Regions from separate parts of the Mus musculus genome. Here region 2 is linked to region 1. Evidence: chromatin contacts called from public HiChIP or PLAC-seq data. All regions are on one chromosome and are shown on one strand. Each heading gives the region's core, a stretch centred on a gene start, on an enhancer-like site or on the middle of the called end of the contact. The rest is flanking DNA. Distances are from core to core; before and after follow the strand shown. Region 1 overlaps Fam185a (family with sequence similarity 185, member A). Region 2 overlaps Gsap (gamma-secretase activating protein).

Region 1 (2,933 bases), core at 141-2,640:
CGGAGTCTAGAGAGTAAATGGCAGGATTAAGCATGTTGCAGAAACTGTTCCTCCCACTTGTTGGAAACCATACTACCTAAGAATAGGGTGACCCATTTCTTAGCCACAGGAAAATTGTCTCCTTTTTCAGGCAAAGAGGCACATAAGAACTAAGGTTTTGAAACCCCAGGTTCCAGTGCGTTGCAAGAACCATCTGAAGGCCTAGAATAGCATCCGCACAGATCCGGGCCAAAGTACCAAGAGCTTTCAGTGAAAGCTGTCAACAAGATAGGACGGTTACAACGTAATAGAAGTTTGTGAAGTGCCTCCCTCGCCTTTGAGCACGGAGGCTAAGCTGAAATCACTCCCCGGAGTGTTTGCTGCCAGCAGCGGCCCTGTGTTCTTGGTTCACCTGCTTCAGAAGGACATGAGTAGACCAGCCTCTCACTGCAGGTAAACCCACTGGCGGGGGCAGCGATGTGACCTGCACACGAAGGCAAGGGTCCAGCTCTTCCTGTTGTTAATGCTTTCTTACTGGTGCTAAATGATGTGCAACAGCAAAAAGTTAAGGATTTTCGGTCTTTCCTCCATGTTTATTTCAAAGCTCAGTTGTGACTTTTAAGTGCAAACTGTGGTGGCTCTCAGGAGAGAGACTACTCTGGTACCTTGATAGCGGGACGGCATAATAACTTCACTGAGAAGCAAAGGGTCTGCCCTACGGCCACCACACACAGGGTCAGGAGAGCAACACAGAACCAGCAGAACCCCGGAGTGAAGAGACTAAGCTAAGATAGCAGAAACAGTGGAGGTTACGGGGAGGAGCTGTCCCAGAAGTTCTGTGGATTCCACTGTGAACACTCAACGAGTATTGATGAGCTTGCTTAGGGAAAACTACCAGCAACAACCTGGAAAGTGATACAGCCTCAAAATGATTGTTAAAAAAGACATGTTTAAAAGTACAATTCCATTTATGTGAAGTTTTAGGAAATTCAAACAGTCCACCATGACAAAGCAGATCACCGGTCACTAGACTGTGGAGTGAGGAGGAATGGCAGGCAGGGAAAATGTGTTAGTCTTCTTTCTGTTACCATAGCAGGCGTCTGAGCTAATCCACTCACAGCAAGAACACTGGGGCTCACAGCTATGGAAGCGCCAGTCTCTGATAAGCAGGCCTCTTACCTTTAGGCCCTGTGCTAAAGCTGCAGTACATCATAGCAAGGGACAAGGGACACTGCAGCTGCTCCCCTCAGGGCTGCAAAGTGAGAGGAGGATGCAGAGGGGCTGGGACCTCATTGCCCACCTGGAGGGTACATTTCCAGTGGCCGAAAGGCCTGCCACTGAACCCACTTCCTAAAGTTAACACCCTTCCCATAGTGCAGTGGGTGATAAAGCCTTTAACACACAGGTCTCTGGGGGATGGAAGGCGCATGAAAGCTCGCAGATCACAGTGTGGGAGGAAGTGTGGGGTTGGGTGATGTGCTCACTGTCTTGACTGGGAAGTTGACTTCCCAGATGTCTACACTTGTCAAACAGACTGTTGTGTACCGTACATACAAGTAGCTTAATTACGCATCCATAGAATTCTCTTTTTTAAACTACTTTAAAAGCAGTACAAATATCACAGCTTCATCTCAAGCAAAAGAGGAACAAAGCTCTGTAACATCTTTGCGGCTTTCCCGGCTCAACCCTTTTTCACCAAGATACTCTTTCTTAGGTATGTCTGGCTTTTGACATACACTAGTAAGATCAGTGAGTTCAATATTGTTCTTGGCTGGTAAACTGAACTTGGTGCAATTTTGTATTTCAGGACTCATGAATCAAGCAAGCAAACACGAGAGATGGATAAATGCCATTGCCCCCAAAGGCACTGTAAGCTTCCAGCATCAGAGCTGGTTTCAGTCCCTGAAGCTGCCGGACTGAGCGCGGTTTCAGTGCATTGGATTTTGGACGTGGACTAACAAGCAGACGCCAGTGTTCATAGAAACATAAAAAACAACAGCGTTGCCCGTGAGTTCTGGTGAATGGTTTCAGGCGCTTCTGCAAAATGTGTATGTAATTCCGCTATTCATTGTCTGTTGTTCTGTTCCAGATTATAAAAGTCCCCAAGATATGTCTTAGGACCTCCAGTGATACCTGAAACCACAAACAGTATCAACGCTGTACACTGTGGGGTTTTTGCTTTTAATATAAACACATATGACAGCCAAATGCTTTTTCTATACAACTAAGCAGTTATTTACTCTGGCCAAAGCCCTTACCAGTTTAGTCCCAATATCAAAACTAGATGCCTTTCTTTTTCTTCTTTACAAGTTCACAAACAGTGTGTCCACCCTGACTGTAGGGCCTAGCAGCTTCAGCAGATGATTTTTATTTTTAATTTTTGCTTACTAAGTTGAGAACGTTTACCTTTTTCCTAAAGCACTCTGTGGCTTCTCTTTGCCAGACCTAATTAGTGATGTCAGACATGACACTGTGGTTGTGCTTTAGCGCCATTACTAAGCTAAGGCTTCTTGAACCCTGGTACTGTGTGCTACTGTGACAGTTTGATGGCCTCGGTAACTACTGAGTGACTAACGGACGGTGAACACCCAGCATGCGCGTACTGGCAAAGGAATGCCTCGCAGCCCAAATGCAATGGCAGATTTCCTCACGCTTCTTCACCGAAGAAATAAAATGCAGAACCTTGGATGGGGGCAAGAGAACAGTGCTACCCCAGATTTAATAACTTCAGATAGCGTTCCCTCACCGGAGTCTATGTAGATGCTTATGCTGGGGTTCCGCTTAGTGTATCACATGGCCGGGATAAAAGTGTTGTCCAGGCTGAGGATGCTATCTAGGAGCTGCGGGGAGAACTCTGCCAAGAGTTATAGGGAAAATCGGCTTCCTTATACCTGGATGATGTAATTTCTTACTGGCTTCAGCTAATGGTCACCTCGTCTTCTAAAGACAACCAC
Region 2 (2,933 bases), core at 252-2,751, 220 kb before region 1:
CATGAAGTAATGAACTGTAATGATTCTCCTGAATTGGCATGTCATTTATTTGATCAATCTTCTGGTTTTGAGCAGAAGACATTATACAAACATTTTCTGGGAAAATAACTTGGTAGTAAGGTGGTTGCCTCACATATGTGAGATCACAGGTGGAATCCCTAGAAATACACTTTTTTCTTTTATCCAGTAAAGATAATATTTCATTTTTGTATATTCTTATACATATAGTTTTTCTATTGGTTTATCCCTCTAAGGTTCAAGGTTGAGTATGTCTTATGGTAAAACACTATGACTTTTTTATAGCTTTGATTTCTTCTTCGAAACTAATATTCAATAAAAGTTGTGGTAATCTACATGGTCAAAAAGATATAGGGGGCTGAAGAAATGACTCTGGGGTCAAGAGCACTGCTGCTTTTCCGAAGGACCCAGTTTAGTCCCCAGGTCCCATACCACATGGCTCACAGTGACCTTTGACTCCATTCCAGGGGATCCCACACCCTCTTCTGGCCCCCATTAGCACCCACATATGTGTGCCGTGCACACAGAGAGATGCACATACATATACATAAATCTAAGAACAAAAGAATTTAGGTAGGAGTTTATTGCAACCTTATCAACATTGTGTGTTTTCATTTTAAAAGTAGAAGGGTAACAAGAAAGTTCTTTTTGTCTTTTGTCCTAATTGGCTTACTTACTGACCATTAGTAAGTGTACTCTGACTACACCTCCTCTCTCCTGGCCAAGTCAAGGAAGGGAGGACAATGTGAGATGGAACAGCCCCTCCCGATGTGACATGTGCTCAGTCTAGGGTTGGAGTCCAGGTGTGTCCCCTCAGATTCAGATGTTGAAGTCCTGATCCCTGGTGTGATGGCTTTAGGAGGGGACAACTACGGCCTTATGATTTGGATTGGTCATTATTGTTTTTTTAAAATAATGAAACCAAGCTCAATGCTTCCTACCTTATGATGTCACAAGGAAGACAGGACGGTGTCCCAGTTTCAAGAACTGGAGAACAAATGTTCGTCATTTACAAGCCATTAGTTGATGGTGCCTCATAGGAGCTGACTTGGGGACATGTTGGGGCAAGTACACCTGCTTAAGGCAAAAAGCTTCCTCTCTTTGTAAATGGCTTACCAAATAATCTTAAAAATAATATAAAAAGCATGTCTTGGGGAGGGAGCTAGAGAGATGGCTCAGTGGTTAAAAGAGTTGCTGTTTTTTTCCGAGGACCTGGGTTCAGTCCCGGTACTTACATGGTGTTTCGCAACTGTCTGTAGCTCCAGTTCTAAGGACCTGCCACCATCTTCTGGTCTCTCCAGGTAGCAGGCACGCATGCGGTACACATACACCTATATACCTGCAGGCAAACATGCAGATACGTTTTTTAAAAATGTTTAAAAGCTCTATTTGTTTTTTTTAAAAATTGCCATACGGGACAAGGACGATGCTGTAAAGAAATGTTGTCAAGACTGACCTTCCTCAGGAGGGCTTTGATCCTTAGTAAGCTATCGGCTGCCCAGGGGAAGCAGCAACTTGCGTAAAAGGCTAAAAATAGCTCCTAATTTTATAGTGAGAAGAGAAATCACGAAAACTATTTAACCACAGGAAACCAAAGAGGGAAACTATAGCTTACTCAAATATATGGGTAAAGAAGAGAGTCTGCTTCAAGTAGAGGACTGGGCAGTTTTACCAAAGTAGTTCTGTCTCTCTCTCTTTCTCTCTCTCTATGTCTCTCTATCTCTGTCTCTCTGTCTCTGTTTCTCTGTCTCTCTCTTTTTCCTCCCTCCCTCCCTCCCTCTCTTCCCCACTTCCTCTGTCTCTCCTTCCTCAGCCTCCCAAGGGCTGAGATTCCAAGTGTGCACCACATGCCTGGCTCAAAATCAGATGTTGTTAATTTATTTAATCACGTGTTCAGAGATTCCTGAGTAGCTGACCTGGAGACTGGGAAGGCCAGGAAGACGTGACTCCCTCCTGCTTAGGGCATGAGCTGTGACTCCTGCAGTCTTTCAGGTACAGGGCTACTGAGCAGCTGGGAAGAGGTTGTTTGCCACCTCCTGAGCATCTGGTGGAGGGTGCCACCTGGGCTCTTTATCCAGACTTTGCTTGTACCTCTTCATTCAACATGTTTGGAAGCTGCTTTAACTAGACAGGGCAAGAAGCACAGAAGGCACTAATTCCACCGTGCAGACAGATACCATTGTTTGCTGGCAATCTGAAATACTGGCACATCCACAATGTAACAGCTCGCTGCTCTGAGCCTTTAGAGCTGTTGCTCTGGGGAAAAGGAAGCCCTGTTCCAAGCTGGTTCTGGGGGTGGGGGTGGGGTTAGGATTTTCTAAAGTTTGGATTGCATCTGTGTCCTGGGAGAGTGAATTAGTTACAGTGAGAGTTCCATTAATGTCGTGAACATAATTTTATGATACCACGAAGCAGCATGATTTATCATTCATAGAGCCTCGGAGCAGTGAGCTAATTCCTGCCATTTTTTGTAGAGGGTGGATAGCCAGACTCCCTACCTACTAGCTATAAAGCTGAGAACCAGACCCAGCTAGAAAATTATTTCTATTCCTTTCTTATCAGTCACTCTGAGCTTCAAGAAAGCTAAATGTGAGTTAGACGGCCATAATTATAGATTACATTTAAAATTGTCCAGCCTATAAAAAAACCAAAACAGAATGGCTGATAAAACTCCCTAGTTGGGTCAGGGAAGTGGACTTTTTGCCGGATCCTGGAGCAGGAGGAAGCTTAGCTATATCCTGAGACTTGAATGAGATAGCTGTGTGCTTGCAGCTCTCTTAGTGTTCAGCCTCGGGAATTTCAGTTGTCTGCCACCTGTGGGGATGCTCCCACATAACGCTCTTAGATGCTGCCTTTCGAACTTCTGTCCACAAAGACATTTGCTATTGCACTTTATATATGGTAGACATGATGCA

Evidence for each region. HiChIP or PLAC-seq counts read pairs in DNA pulled down with a chosen protein or histone mark.
Region 2: a contact with region 1 is called in a CTCF HiChIP or PLAC-seq map of large pre-B cells, with 3 times the contacts expected there. The contact joins two enhancer-like sites. A contact is called at or near these places in 1 of 15 datasets of contacts at CTCF or cohesin (large pre-B cells), 3 of 484 Hi-C or Micro-C datasets (cortical neurons, myocytes and uterus) and 2 of 115 datasets of contacts at active chromatin or transcription factors (acute myeloid leukemia and large pre-B cells).

Annotation. Positions count from the first base shown.
Region 1 is chr5:21,478,546-21,481,478 of GRCm38.p6, forward strand. Fam185a (family with sequence similarity 185, member A) reads left to right here. Exons shown (of 8, transcript NM_177869.4): 8 at 1,787-2,933. The coding sequence ends at 1,899. Among named protein-coding and RNA genes, the nearest start is that of Fam185a, 55 kb to the left of the region's middle. Within about 2 kb of position 1,391, at least 20 of the 459 cell types and tissues checked have an H3K27ac peak or open chromatin away from gene starts, as enhancers often do.
Region 2 is chr5:21,259,415-21,262,347 of GRCm38.p6, forward strand. All of the region lies in intron 19 of Gsap (gamma-secretase activating protein), which reads left to right. Among named protein-coding and RNA genes, the nearest start is that of Gsap, 75 kb to the left of the region's middle. Within about 2 kb of position 1,502, at least 28 of the 459 cell types and tissues checked have an H3K27ac peak or open chromatin away from gene starts, as enhancers often do.